5 separate regions of the Zea mays genome follow, and regions 2, 3, 4 and 5 are each linked to region 1. The links are chromatin contacts, called in public Hi-C maps. All regions are on one chromosome and are shown on one strand. Each heading gives the region's core, a stretch centred on a gene start, on an enhancer-like site or on the middle of the called end of the contact. The rest is flanking DNA. Distances are from core to core; before and after follow the strand shown. Region 1 holds the start of LOC100283490 (mov34/MPN/PAD-1 family protein). Region 2 holds the start of LOC100381818 (dihydrolipoyl dehydrogenase). Region 3 holds the start of LOC100272634. Region 4 holds the start of LOC100381538. Region 5 holds the start of LOC100285453 (GATA transcription factor 22).

Region 1 (2,592 bases), core at 66-2,565:
AGAATCTAAAAGTACATACTACATATGCTCCATCTCTTTTTCGCAGAATGCTTCACAATATTACAGGCTAGGAAATGCGGTGCATACCTGTGGAGTATAAGAGCTTGGAGTATGCTGCTCTATCCTATGAGTTGTACCATTGTCTCCATTTAGACTATTCATATTAGATTCCACAGTACCTCCTCTGTTATGATCGGCAATCTGCCGCTGCACAACTGGCTTCAATGTCTCAAGTTCTTTGATAACATCAACAAGTTTCTGCAACAAAAGACCATTCATTTTAGATAAGCATCTGGGGAAAATCATACAAGACCAGTCACAAGAAAGGAATTCAGAGATGGATTGGAGAACGCAAAAGAACATCTGGGATCAGAAAAGACTTGCTCAAAAGTATATCTAAAAATAGAGATATGTGATATTCAACCATGCAAAATTGTACACTTCTCCGACTTTGAATAATATAAATAATCTTTAACGTTGAGCTGAGAGAAATTACATCAAAAAATGCCTTTTCTCTTAACTTGAAGGCATGGTAATCACGATGCCTCGGAATTGTTTCACACAGCAAGCTGCAACCAATCAGATGTTAACTATAACACTAATACACATAACCAACCGCCTGCATGAATGTGACTGAATGTCCAGCCCACCTCGAGTATCTCAGAAGGATGACATATAGGTCGAGGAAGTTACTCTCGTTCCGATATATATTAGCCTGCCAACAACATCGGAGTACCAAGATTAAACACGATCTAATTCTCAACACTTTAGCAATCGCATTAATGACATAACAAAAATAATCCCCAATTCGTCGAATCTCATCGCCCAAAACCACCGAGGTGAACTGCCACTGCGACCAAGTCGCCCGTTAAAAAACCAAAAAGCTATACGTCAAGCGACAAGAGATGAGATCTAGAAACGAAGGAGCGATCAACCAGGTGAGCTCCGGGGGATGATTAGGGTTTTGACCTGTCGGAGGAGGCTGCCCGCGATGCGGAAGTAGTAGGGAAGGCTGATGCGGTGGTCGACGGCGATCGGCCGCGCGCAGGCCTCGATGTTGATGACGCCGGGCCTGGCTGGCTGCGGTGGCCCCATAGCCTCTGCTCCGGCGAGGTCCACACCTCTGTCGGCACGGCGGGCTCGTGGGCGACGCGGGTATATGAAAGGAGAAAGGAAGGAATGGAAGTAGACTTCGGTAGTTTGGAGGGAAGGAATTGCCGAATGTCAGTATGTCGTGAACTCGTGATGTCGTCACATTGGACTGCGGGCGGATGCGGCGCTTATGCTCTTCAAGGATCGGTAAATTTAAGTTTGACGGATTAAAAAGGTCAAGAATCTTTTATTTATTTATTTTGAAGGTCCTTAAGTTTCTCTCAAAAAAAAATTTTGTCTAAGACTAGCAAACGTTGAGAGAAATTCATGTCGTGTAAGCTATTCTAATATATTCTAAATATATTTTAGAATCCGATTTTATACTTGTTGGTGTCTTTTTGTCACCCAATACTATAATGAACCGTTTGACGTTACTTTGTACCTTTAGATGATGTAGGGTAAAATAAAGTGGTTATCCTTAATGTGGGGGTAACACCTCTATGATGGTCACCACCTATTTGGGATCAAACAGCAACGAACCCTAGAGCTTTCTCGTGATAAGCAATACTTTAGGTTCGGCTCCGTGAGGTGAACTGTGGTGGCGGTCTGCGATGGGTCGTCGGGTTGCCTGGCAGTGCTCGCTGCGGGGGCGCGGACGGTCCGCGGCTCTGGGCCGGACGACCCGCAACCTGGCGGCAGAAGCGGCGCCTTCACTGCACGCAGTCCGAATGGTCCGAGCTCTGGGTCGGACGATCCGCGATGGCGCAGGGCCGTCTTCTTCTCCTCATATGACCTAGATCTCGTCCCCTGGGGAGAGACCTTAGGGTGCTCCGGGTCAGTAGGTCACCCGGGGTGTCTCCAAATAACGCAGAGTCGCTTAGAAATTAAGAGATCAATTCGAGGAAGAGATCTTGATTGAAGTAGACAAAGTAGATTGTGGCGGAACCGTCCGAATTATTCCAACTTAAGTGCCTAAGTCCTGCCTTAGAGGCTAGACCACACTTAAATAGGAATAATTCGTCAGTCCCTCGGATCTAGTCCGACGAGGCCACTAACAGGATCAAGTACCACATACTCACCCGATGGAGAGGCACAGAGCAAATACAATAAAGCATAAAACCATACATTAAGGAGTATCAAATTTATTACATCATCATCATCGGAGTTTTAGCAAAAATAGTGATCATTGTTCGGAATGCAGCGGAATAAAACTAACGATAAATGGAGGGATGGGGAAGCCTGTCCCATCACTCCTCATGCTCCTCCTCAACCGAGGTAGGGTCCCACTCAACTGTCCAACCCAGTGGCAAGATGGACGGCCAAGTCACTCCAGCAACCATGTCCTCCAGAGAACCTGTAAAAATTATGCCACAAGCAAGGCTGAGTATACTAATACTCAGCTAGACTTACTCGGTGTGAGGAGTCTACTCCTCTACCTCTAGACATGCAACTGTTTGGTTGATGGGTTTGCTTGCCAAAAGCACTAGCTGAGTCTAAAAA
Region 2 (2,592 bases), core at 30-2,529, 910 kb after region 1:
TTCCCCTACAGATATCAGAAACAGAATATTTAATCACTACAAATGATACTCAGACAACATTTGAAAGACTATATAGCAGACATAGCTCAACTCAATGTTTATATGGCAGCATACAAATATTTTTCAGATTTAAATAATACCTAGCTCACAATTCTTTCAGGTAGATGCACATTGTAGTATCCCAGTTGCAACATAAATTGGCAGATTTTGTCATAGTAGTGCTAAACATATACTCCCTCATTCCAAATTGTATGTCATTTTGGCTTTTCTAGATAAACAGCTTTTGCTATGCACCTAGATATACACTATGACTATGTATCTAGAAAAGCCAAAACAACTTAAAATTTGGAATGGAGGGAGTACAAGTCTTTTAATAATTTGGAAAAGGCCTATACTTAGGATACAGATCCCTGCAATTTAGCCAAGCATAATCTGTTGATAACTAAGAATAGCAATTGAAAAATGAGGTCTTATACCTGGACAAGATGATGCTTGCAACCAACATGACATTTTAATAACAAAATATTTGATTTTTAAGACAAACACAGGAAAGATGTAGGTGACCCACCACAATGGTGCCAATACCAGTGAGTATATCCACACCCAGAGCTTTCATTGAATTAGTCAAGTTGCTGCGGATTTTAGATGCAAGATTATTTGCATGGTCAGCAACAACCTGCCTGTCATATCCTGGTGATGAGACCTATTACAACCATCACAAATGATTAGGGTCAAGGGATGAATAACTTGATACAAAGGGAAAAGGTATACACATCATAGCTAATGGTTTAAGAGAAAAGGTAAATTCTGGGTTGATTTTTGTTTTTGAAATCGAATGCAGTATATGCCAACATATACTTGGAGCAAAGACAAGGCATCATAAATTTTGAAAAGAATCAAAGATGAACATAATAAATTCAAAAAGTGTAAGAACACTTGACTTACATCATTTACAAACTGGAGTTACTGTGACAAAAGTGTCCTTTGAATTTATTACAGTTCTTAAGCTAAGAAAAGAATCTACTGAAACATTGTTAATTGGCCAATCAAATAGATGAGCCAACACTCAATTGTAAAACAACTAGCACAGGGTAGATTCATCATGATTGTACATTGAGGTTCCTAGCATTTTGCAAATCATTGTTGATACATAAAAACACACACAACAACCAGTAGTTCCATTATGAGAATATCACCTGTAGGCCCAGTGATTTCATGTGATGTTCATCTTGAAGTTCTCGCATCCTACCACTTACAGCAAGGAGAGCCTTTGACGGAACACAGCCTCTGTTGACACAAGTTCCACCCACGACGTCTCCCTCAATTATGGCAGTTTTCAAACCCTACATGAGACATTTTTTCAAAAATCATTAAAAAAACTTATTGAATATGTGAGTTCAATTGCTGGCAGCATAGATAAAGGTCCATGTTCAAAACACATGGAATTCTGTACCAATAATGAAATTTCATTAACAGGATAGTTCCTAAAACCCCAGACACGAATTGATGGGTTATATGCCTACTGCCATCCAGATAGTTAACCATTACTGTGAAAGAGAAAAAACACATACTAAGTCGAGACTTTGGCAGCCATCAGAACTAGCAAAGCAATAATCCTACGTGAAAGGAAAAAAAATGATAGTATATCATAGTTTCCAATATATTCAAAGCAAACTAAATGCACTGGCGACAATAACAGCATAATTTCAAGAAGAAAATAAAAAAATCTACCTTTGTCCCTTCTTGAAGGCAATGCCAGAATATTTGCAAAACACAAACACTATATATTGTTCCTATTTATTATGTCTGATTAACCAGAGTAATAAGAACAAAATACAATTAAGCAATACACATGTTAAGAGAGAGAGAGAGGGGAACCTTTCATCATCCTTTTAGCAGTAAATTATGAAGAAAATATGCCAATCCACTAGCCCCGATTAGTGAGCACCATGCCACCAACAGAAATACTCAAATAATTAACATATAAAAGCATAGAGCAAGCACAATTATTAATCTTATTAGTATAAAATTTACTGTCACAAGTACTTAGTTGAGGAAAAAAACCAGCCCAGTAAATTCTAAGTAAGAGAAGTCATATATCCATAGGCACCTTGCAACCGCTTCTTCCATCTTCTCACTATTTTTCGATTGTTCAATATTGATATTTAATTACTATAATACAACATTACTATTACTTTATTGAACTACTAAAATATCTTTAAATGATAAAATTATAGGATCAACAAAACAAAAGTTCAGAGAGATTTTCTAATCAACTAAGATCTAGCACCAGGCCACAGAACAGAAGCATGTACTATCTTGCTATATTCCGGTTGAATTTTAGCAGACCTGCAGCTCTCGCCTTACTTAAAACAGATTCCTAGCTAACAAGCAACGCCTAAGGCAATTCTACTCATTAACCTCGGCTAATAAAAAAAGTACAAGCAAGCTTAGAGAGCTGGCGCCACCATCTTTCGATGTACATTTGACCAGATAACGACGACAGTGGCAACCACCATACATTATTACACACCCCTAGCGTGACCTGCAGAACAGCCTGAGCGGAACCAACCTTCTCGACTGCATGGAGGG
Region 3 (2,592 bases), core at 34-2,533, 710 kb before region 1:
AGATAGCAGGTGTCCGAAATCGGTCGCCTTCGAGATCCTGCACCGGGAGAGGACGAATAAAGTTTTTGAAAAGCATCTTCACGCGACTGCTCACGTTCTTCTCGTCGACCATGCTGCTTCGACGTCATCGACCCTGCTACTTGTCTGCTTCAACGCTGTCGACCCTACTATTTTCACTCGTGCTCGTCTACCAGTATGTCTGATCAGTACGCGTTATATGATTTAACCTCATACTTTAGGTCATCTATTATGGTAGATGTATGATGTATATTTATAATTATGCTGTTAGGTAAGTTGTTAGTTTATTTGTTATGGAAAAGAAACCTAAAATATTTATTGTTGGTCATAATTTATATTCGAAATTTAATCTGGAATACATCTAATTAATCAACATAAAACAGCTTTGTAATTGGGGTGCACGAAAGTGCAAGTTTGTAAAGAACTCAAATTTGTAATTTGAAACTGCTTTGAACTAGTATGGGCTGCAGATAAGCTCACCGGCCGAGTGACTGAGGCAGGTGGCGAGGATGTACGTGGTACGGTGGCACCATATCGAGCTGCTAGCTGCAGAGGAGCGTCGCAGCTTCCAGAGCTAGCTCCCTGGCTCGGCGGTGGGGCTTGCTGCTGCGGCGATTCCATGGTGTAGGTCGAACGGCCGCGACGAAGGCACCACCCCCGACCGAGACCCGTCGAAACTCCAACTGTGGCGCGAACCCAGACTTGCTCCTGGGTGCGGTTGGAAATTGGAACGGAATAATGGAAATTAGCTGAGGAGGAAGAAGAAGACGGGCGGACCCAGCTTGAGGCAACAATATAATCACGCGGCACGGAGATGGAAACAAGAGTAGAGGACCTTAATTAATATTTACACGGTCATATTGGTAGGCTGTACACGTTGTGGAGGACGATGCTGTGCGCGCGACTCGCTGGCAGTACTCAAGTCGTCGTTGTCGTCGTCGTCTTCTTCTGCCCGGGGCCAGGGTGGAGCCCGGCATTTTATAGAAGAGAATGACGTTTCCTGTACCGTATTTGAATGAATATACACCACGCGCATTTCCTACCGCGTTTTGATTTTTCTTATCTCTACTAGGTCGCCAGCCCAGCCCGCGCCTATTGGCGCCATTGACTTGAGCTCAAGGTCTTTCCTAGTCATGTTCTGGCTGCGCCGTTACGTTAGATGCTCTGCTCTCAGTCGTAATGTCACAGGGACGCACAGAGAGAGAAACAGTCGAACCAAGCTTCTGACGATAAAAGCTCACACACAAGCTTCCCTCTGTCGCAGAGACACGCACCGATCTAGAGAGAGGAGCCAATGCTGTTGTGCTTCGAGCCTTGTGTTGCGCATCGGTTGTAGCGTCGTCGACGACCTAACAAGCTCGTTCTGTCGCATCGGGATTCATTCCTCACGCGGTAATCCTCTTCCACCCCTGAATATACCGATATGGTTTTTTTCCTTGCAGAACATCTCCATGAGCTGCACGAATAGCCCCGAGATAGTGTCCTAACCGCCCCTCCTTTTCTCAACTAAATTTGACTCTGTTCTTGATGCTCTTCCATGGCACAGTGATCCCGCCAGACGAAGGAACAGCAGGGGAAACACGATGACCCTTCCATCTCATAGAAGAGAATCAGATCTGGAGATCAATGGGGCTTCGCAAGATACAGTCGGCGCAAAGAAAACTGCATGCAAGACGACGCAGCGGCAAATATTGCGATCTGAAATAGTTAGCACTTTTCTTCTCAAGGGTAGTCGATTTGCGTATTCAATTCAACTCTTTGCTTTCGGTGCATCTGGGTAGGATCTATTTAAATTTGAATGTCTACGTTGGACTTTAAATTAAAAATATGCGGTGCCCATTGTTTTATATGGACCTGACCACCTGACAGGTAGACTTTAGGCCCCGTTGCTTCATTTCAATAATTTTGAGTCTATTTTAGTTTTTTCTATTCAAACAGGTCTAGCTGCACAAGCTCTATCTTTAAAAAACTGAAACTAGAGGTCAACTTCATAAAATTTTTGAAACTCCTTAAAAGGTACTTCAAAAGCATTGTTTTTATGCATTCTCGTGAGGTTGCACCAAAATTACACATCATAGTATTGGTTACGTGACCTGTCGATTCATGTCTTTTTCTCCACCCGCTAATCATGAAGATTAATTAAAAAAAACTCACACAAATTCATTGTATTACAGAAGCTAGAGTCTATGTGCAAGCTAAACATATTCTTTAACCCTGTCTTACTAATTTGTTGAAGTTGTTTTACAGTGAAATTGGAAAATCGAAACTATAATTTTTAAAGTGAAGTCTTTCAAACAGGGTCTGGCCGTAATATGAAGTTTTTTTAGTTTCTATCTCTCTACATGAAGCCCACTTGGTCACATTTAGTGAAGAAAGTAGCGGTGGGCCGGGTTAGGCTCAAGCACTCTCAACCGCTCCTAAGGCCATAGAGTTTTATTAAAACCTCCCTTAGGCTTATATAATGTAGCAATTTAGCTGAGTCTCTCATAATTTTTTTTATTTCTAACAAACGTCACCGGTCACACTAAGATATACGAAGTAGCTGGGAACGTACTAAAATCATCTCCATCAAGT
Region 4 (2,592 bases), core at 37-2,536, 630 kb after region 1:
AAGGCTGAGAAATGTATGAATTGTAAAGGAGTCTGACTCCTTTTTTTATATGACGCTCGATCGTTTGTCCTCTTTCATCTAGCGAGATGATACTATGTGGGAGCGTTGCGTTGCGTGTGGCTTTCTGTCGTATATTAGGCTTGAATGTTTTTTCAAAGCAAAGAACATCTGTGTAGTAGTAACGACTCATTGTTAGGCGAGAAGTAGGGAAGGGAAATAGACCTACACATATCGTACGTGATGCACAACGCACGAAACTGGTGTTTTAAAGATGCAGAGATTAGAACATGACCATTACAAATAATCTCATAGTTGTAATTCTTGAAGCAATCAAAGATGTATGTTATGTTGCAATGCATAAATATGTTTGCCATTATATATATAGAATATAATAAAATATTATTTAGTGTAAGTGAACGAGTCTTAAGTGTGAGGCAATTCCTTAATCTCTATTTCTAAACTTGTAACCGTAGCCATCCAGGGATTCCAGGCGTGACATGGTGGCGGCATTGCTGACATCGTCTCGGGCTCCCAGCGGCGAGGAGGGCAGTCGGCGCAAGCGCGGTCTTTGTTCCCAGGCTGCCCCTACATGGCGGCCGGTGAAGCGGTGGCCAGGAGGCCAGAGCCCACGGCCTACCTGCACCGTGGCTTCGTCGCTCATCATATTATGTGGCTGCAAAGCTAATGAGCCTAGGTTCTCAATGACAAAAATGCATCAACATGCGTTGTAATAATATGGACAATGTTGGTATTAGATGGTTAGAAAAAAAAATGGTAGCGATGTTACGATGTAAAGCATTCATTAATACTACCTTATCAAAAAAAATAAGTTTTGGTTTGGCTAAGTCAAACTTCTTTATTTTTTTTAACTAAATTTAGAAAATATTATGAATATCTATGGCTCGAACTACAATAAAAATATAATTTATTATTAATTTGATAATACTTAATCGGTATCATGAATATTAATATATTTTTGATAAATTTAAGTAAATTCAAATTTGTTTGATTTCTTATAATACAAGGATTATCTTACCAAGATCCACGGCGTCTATTTCGGTTAGATTTGGACGCTTGGCGGTTGACGCCGTGCGGAGTCGGAGTTGCAGGCGCAGGCCGCATAGGCCATATATAAAGGCTAGGAGCCCGGCCAAAATAAAGCACGCGACCCCCATTATCCCAGGACTCAGCATTGCGACGCACGCGGACCGTGCGCGCCGCGCACCGAAGACGTCATCGAAGCTTTCGAGCCGCGGGGCTGAATCGATCGGCACTCGGGAGGAAGACGAAGGCCGAAGGGGCCGCGCGTCGACGCGTTTGCTTGCTCGATCGTCCGTTCGCTCGCTACAACAACAGCAATGGCGGCGAGGAGGGTGGCGCTGCTCTTCGCTATCCTCCTCCTGCACCAAACGGTGTCTTCGCTTGCTGGGTACGGCCCTGATCCTTCGCACAAAATTCCGACTCGTTATCCGGGGTTGTTCTGCTGCACGCGCGTCTAGTCGGTTAGTAGCCTCAGATCAGATCAATCTGTTAACGAAAAAACCACATCTTGCTCAAGGGTTTCAGATAAATTGCGAAGGGCTTTCATGATGTGCTGCTCAAATTCGCTTTGTTCCACAGATGGATGATCAGAGTTTCTGCATTCCATATCTTCTCTTGCATTTTTTTACGGTTCATTAATGCTAGCTAGTATTTTGTTCCCCCAGTTCCTGGAGTCCTGATTGCTCAAATTCTCAACAATTTTCCACTCCTCCCGTAACGATGTTTCACAGTATTACCTATAAGCATCGATGAGTTTGTACTGATCATTCTGATAATCCTTTTTTTTTGTGTGTGTGCAACCAATGGTGTAGAAAGAGCTACTATGAGATTCTGCAAGTGCCAAAGGGTGCATCGGAGGAGCAAATCAAGAGGGCATACCGCAAGCTTGCGCTGAAATACCACCCAGACAAGAACCCCAACAATGAGGAAGCTGGCAGGCGGTTTGCCGAGATCAACGATGGTATGTACTCTGTGGAGACTGGATTTGAGTGCTCATATATATGCTGCCGGATAAAGGAACATTCCTGATCGACCAGTGAGGTTTCATCTTGCAGCCTACGAGGTCTTGACGGATCGGAAGAAGAGGAAAGCCGATGACTGGCACGGTGAGGAGGATTTAGCCAAGTACATGGGTCGTGCTATGAAGGTCGATGTCGAATACGTGTTTAGCAAGTAAGTAGAAAAATGCATGTTAGATTAAACGTTTTTTTATTGTTCATTACATCAGCTTATTTTGACAACTAATATAGTAGAGAGCGAACACGAGCTCTCTGTTTACAAAGCAACTCAGTTCTCGTTTGGTTCCTCTAGTACAAGGACTAAAGTTTAGTTAGAAGATTAAAGTTTAGTTTCTACCCTGTTTGGTTCTAAGGACTAAAACTATTCAAAACACATTAAATTAATCACAAGATGGCTAAAATATCCATATTAGTATTCTTTCACCATTAGTGTAATTGAAATAAAGAAAGGGCAAAAAGTAAAATTTATATGATTTAGTCACCCTTTGAGGGACTAGATCTTTTAGGTATCTTTCACCACTAGATCTTGTTT
Region 5 (2,592 bases), core at 29-2,528, 560 kb before region 1:
AAAGTGACTGCCAGCAGAATTGAAACGAGTTAAGGGAGAGAAAAAAAAGTGACTGCATTCGATTTGTTTTAAGGGTATAGACTGAATGTAATCATCTGTTTTCAGCTAGGGGAATCAAAGTGGATAAAGTATCTTTTTTTTTCTCCCAGCACATCATTGGCTCGGTTTTTAGCACTGTTGGGAGGAACAGCTCACCTAACTACCAACTTGCAGTCCAATTGGATAGAGAGAAATATCAACAAGTCAAGAAGTATTAGTATGAATATAAAAGCAATATTTCCATGAAAAACTAATAGAGCAGTTTCATTTATCTCAAATGCAAATAGCTCCTCCATCGTCAAATCCACTTTCAAGCATTTGGCCGGTAAGAGCAAAAGAAGACTTCGCTGAATAGACCCTCAAACAGCGTGCTTGTCTCGGAGTGACAGCTCACGTTGATGGTACCGCGTCAGCATGTTGCCTATGGAATTAAAATTAAAAAAACACAAAAACTAGAAGACCTTGGGCGCACAGGCTAGATTTGGTGGAATGTGGCTGGATCGTTCTTAGCTAGCTGTCTCCGATTAGAACACACTGCACCAATTGGACTTGGTCTTTGGTGCCTCCATTTCATCCTACTGCTTTCCTCGACCGAATTTGAATCCAACATTCACTATATACGAGGTCGGTAGTAAATTAATAAGGTTATTATGAATAGATAGATGATCACACATATCCTATCCTATATACTCCAATACAACCAGGAAAAACGAGTAGTAAGTATACGCAGGACGACTATTGGAGTCGTGTGTATACATAGCTAAGTTGATCAAGATCAGCAACCAAACCAGCGACCAGGAATCCCCAATCTGGTGCGGACGAACGCTATACGCACGGAGCTGCTAGCCTGGCTAACAAGAGGAGAGGAGGGAGGGCGATCATGAGCTAGCTTACCCTGGGCCCGGTCGGGCCGCTGCGCCACATGGGCGTGGTGGTGGCGCGGCATTCGACGCAGCTCCTGGTGGCTTTCTCCGCCGCCACGATCCCGTCGATCTGCAACGGCGGGTCGCAGGAAGCAGACCGGGATGACAGAGCTCGGAGCAAAGGAGAGGAAGAGAGAGCGGAGACGAGAGCCGATGGATGTACCTTACAGCGATCGGCGGAGCCCATCGGCGTCGGCGCCGGCGCGCGGCCCGCAGCAGACGACATCCCCGATCCGTGGCCGGGGTTGGCGACAGGATTGCGCGCTTGGAGAAATTTAGTTTCGGCCCGTGTGCGTTGTTTCTTAGATAGTAGAAGCGTGCAGTAGAGAGTAGAGGGTAGTTGCGGGGAAGGGAAGGGAAGGGGGATGTGTGTGTGGTAGAGTACTAGAGTCTGAGAGTTCTGATGCGGTGATGCCTACGCATGTATCACGTAGACGAAGAGGTGACGTGTCCTTTGCGGCCGCCCTGGAAAAGATTCTTTCTTTTCTGTTTTTGTATCGCTGGGTTTGATTGAAGCATGACTGAAATCTGAAAGGGACCTCAAAACTACTCCATTTAATCAGATTATTTTCAACTATATACTTAAAGAAAGGACATAATTTAGCTAATAATATTATAACGACGTCTTGTAGTTTAGGATAAAAAAATAGCTAATAGCTCACGTACCATTAGTCAGGCCGTTCGATTTTGTTTGTTTTAAGCGTCGAGATTTGATCAGAGCACTGTTCATGTTAAAGTTTATCTCATCTATTTATGCCCTGCGTATTCCTTCGTGAGGGAAGAAGCCGGACGCTTATGGTTTCATTATCTAAAAAAATAATATACTAATGTGTTGCTGTCATAGACATCTCACTTTCATATGCATTCAGTGAGCGAAACAGAGAGTACCCTTTTAATCTTGAAAAGTTATGCCACTATTAGTTAGCCAAGTTCAGTTTGATCTCAAAATTCTCTGTACAAATAAATAATAATAAAACACCCAACTATATATACATAAGGGATCCGCCTTCATTGAGCTTTTAAAATTAGAGTTGTGCAACCGTAGAAAATCCAACCGTAGGAAAAATGAGGCCGCAACGAAGAATCGTTGTGTGGGGGGAATATTCTAGTGTTTTTTTATGGGTATCTGACCTTTTTAGCATCTATTTGAGTGGTGATTTTTTTAAAAGTAAGGCTATCGGTTGTTGTTTTATTAGAAGAAGATAAAGATAATGTTTCAGGGATAAGGTACCTAAAACTTTTAAGATATTGTTTGGTTCACGCATTTGTAAATATAAAAAGGAATTGATAATATTAAATCATATTTGTTTAAGTTCAACCGTAGTTAGATCCCACATTAGAAACTAATACCGATCTATTCAAACTTATTACCGCAGGTAATCGAGCGTGAATTATTATTGTTGTCATTTATGTTACTTTTGGTGAACCAAGCAGCACAACGTGCTAACAGTTGAGGTAAATAGCTAAACGCGTCAATGCTAAACTTCTTTAGGCTAAAAAGGGAAAACTCCACATTTACTGATATGACCACTTGTGTTATTTTGTTTTGTTTTAGAATCCACACTTACCTGGAGACATGGTTGAAACGCGATACGGCCATCTATGACGTGTTTCGCTTAAATAACAATAA

The links. A called contact is a pair of places that touch in the nucleus more often than the background predicts.
Region 2: a contact with region 1 is called in a Hi-C map of ear, with 2.1 times the contacts expected there. The contact joins the promoter of LOC100381818 here to the promoter of LOC100283490 in region 1. A contact is called at or near these places in 3 of 25 Hi-C or Micro-C datasets (ear, endosperm and leaf).
Region 3: a contact with region 1 is called in a Hi-C map of tassel, with 2.6 times the contacts expected there. The contact joins the promoter of LOC100272634 here to the promoter of LOC100283490 in region 1. A contact is called at or near these places in 2 of 25 Hi-C or Micro-C datasets (ear and tassel).
Region 4: a Hi-C map of ear shows a contact between it and region 1, with 2.7 times the contacts expected there. The contact joins the promoter of LOC100381538 here to the promoter of LOC100283490 in region 1. A contact is called at or near these places in 5 of 25 Hi-C or Micro-C datasets (bundle sheath, ear, endosperm and 1 more).
Region 5: a contact with region 1 is called in a Hi-C map of ear, with 2.2 times the contacts expected there. The contact joins the promoter of LOC100285453 here to the promoter of LOC100283490 in region 1. A contact is called at or near these places in 4 of 25 Hi-C or Micro-C datasets (bundle sheath, ear, leaf and 1 more).

Annotation. Positions count from the first base shown.
Region 1 is chr8:42,496,539-42,499,130 of Zm-B73-REFERENCE-NAM-5.0, forward strand. It overlaps LOC100283490 (mov34/MPN/PAD-1 family protein), which reads right to left and starts at 1,316. Exons shown (of 14, transcript NM_001156390.2): 1 at 970-1,316; 2 at 651-715; 3 at 497-569; 4 at 88-258. The coding sequence starts at 1,095.
Region 2 is chr8:43,406,969-43,409,560 of Zm-B73-REFERENCE-NAM-5.0, forward strand. It overlaps LOC100381818 (dihydrolipoyl dehydrogenase), which reads right to left and starts at 1,280. Exons shown (of 14, transcript NM_001174613.1): 1 at 1,197-1,280; 2 at 569-703; 3 at 1-5. The coding sequence starts at 1,244.
Region 3 is chr8:41,781,847-41,784,438 of Zm-B73-REFERENCE-NAM-5.0, forward strand. It overlaps LOC100272634, which reads left to right and starts at 1,284. Exons shown (of 3, transcript NM_001147096.1): 1 at 1,284-1,410; 2 at 1,565-1,746. The coding sequence starts at 1,602. LOC103635119 reads right to left here and starts at 968. Exons shown (of 2, transcript XM_008657665.4): 1 at 499-968. The coding sequence starts at 639.
Region 4 is chr8:43,129,991-43,132,582 of Zm-B73-REFERENCE-NAM-5.0, forward strand. LOC100381538 reads left to right here and starts at 1,287. Exons shown (of 10, transcript NM_001174367.1): 1 at 1,287-1,429; 2 at 1,854-2,002; 3 at 2,097-2,214. The coding sequence starts at 1,359. It also overlaps the pseudogene LOC111590075.
Region 5 is chr8:41,937,022-41,939,613 of Zm-B73-REFERENCE-NAM-5.0, forward strand. LOC100285453 (GATA transcription factor 22) reads right to left here and starts at 1,279. Exons shown (of 3, transcript NM_001158346.1): 1 at 1,126-1,279; 2 at 934-1,032; 3 at 1-7. The coding sequence starts at 1,188.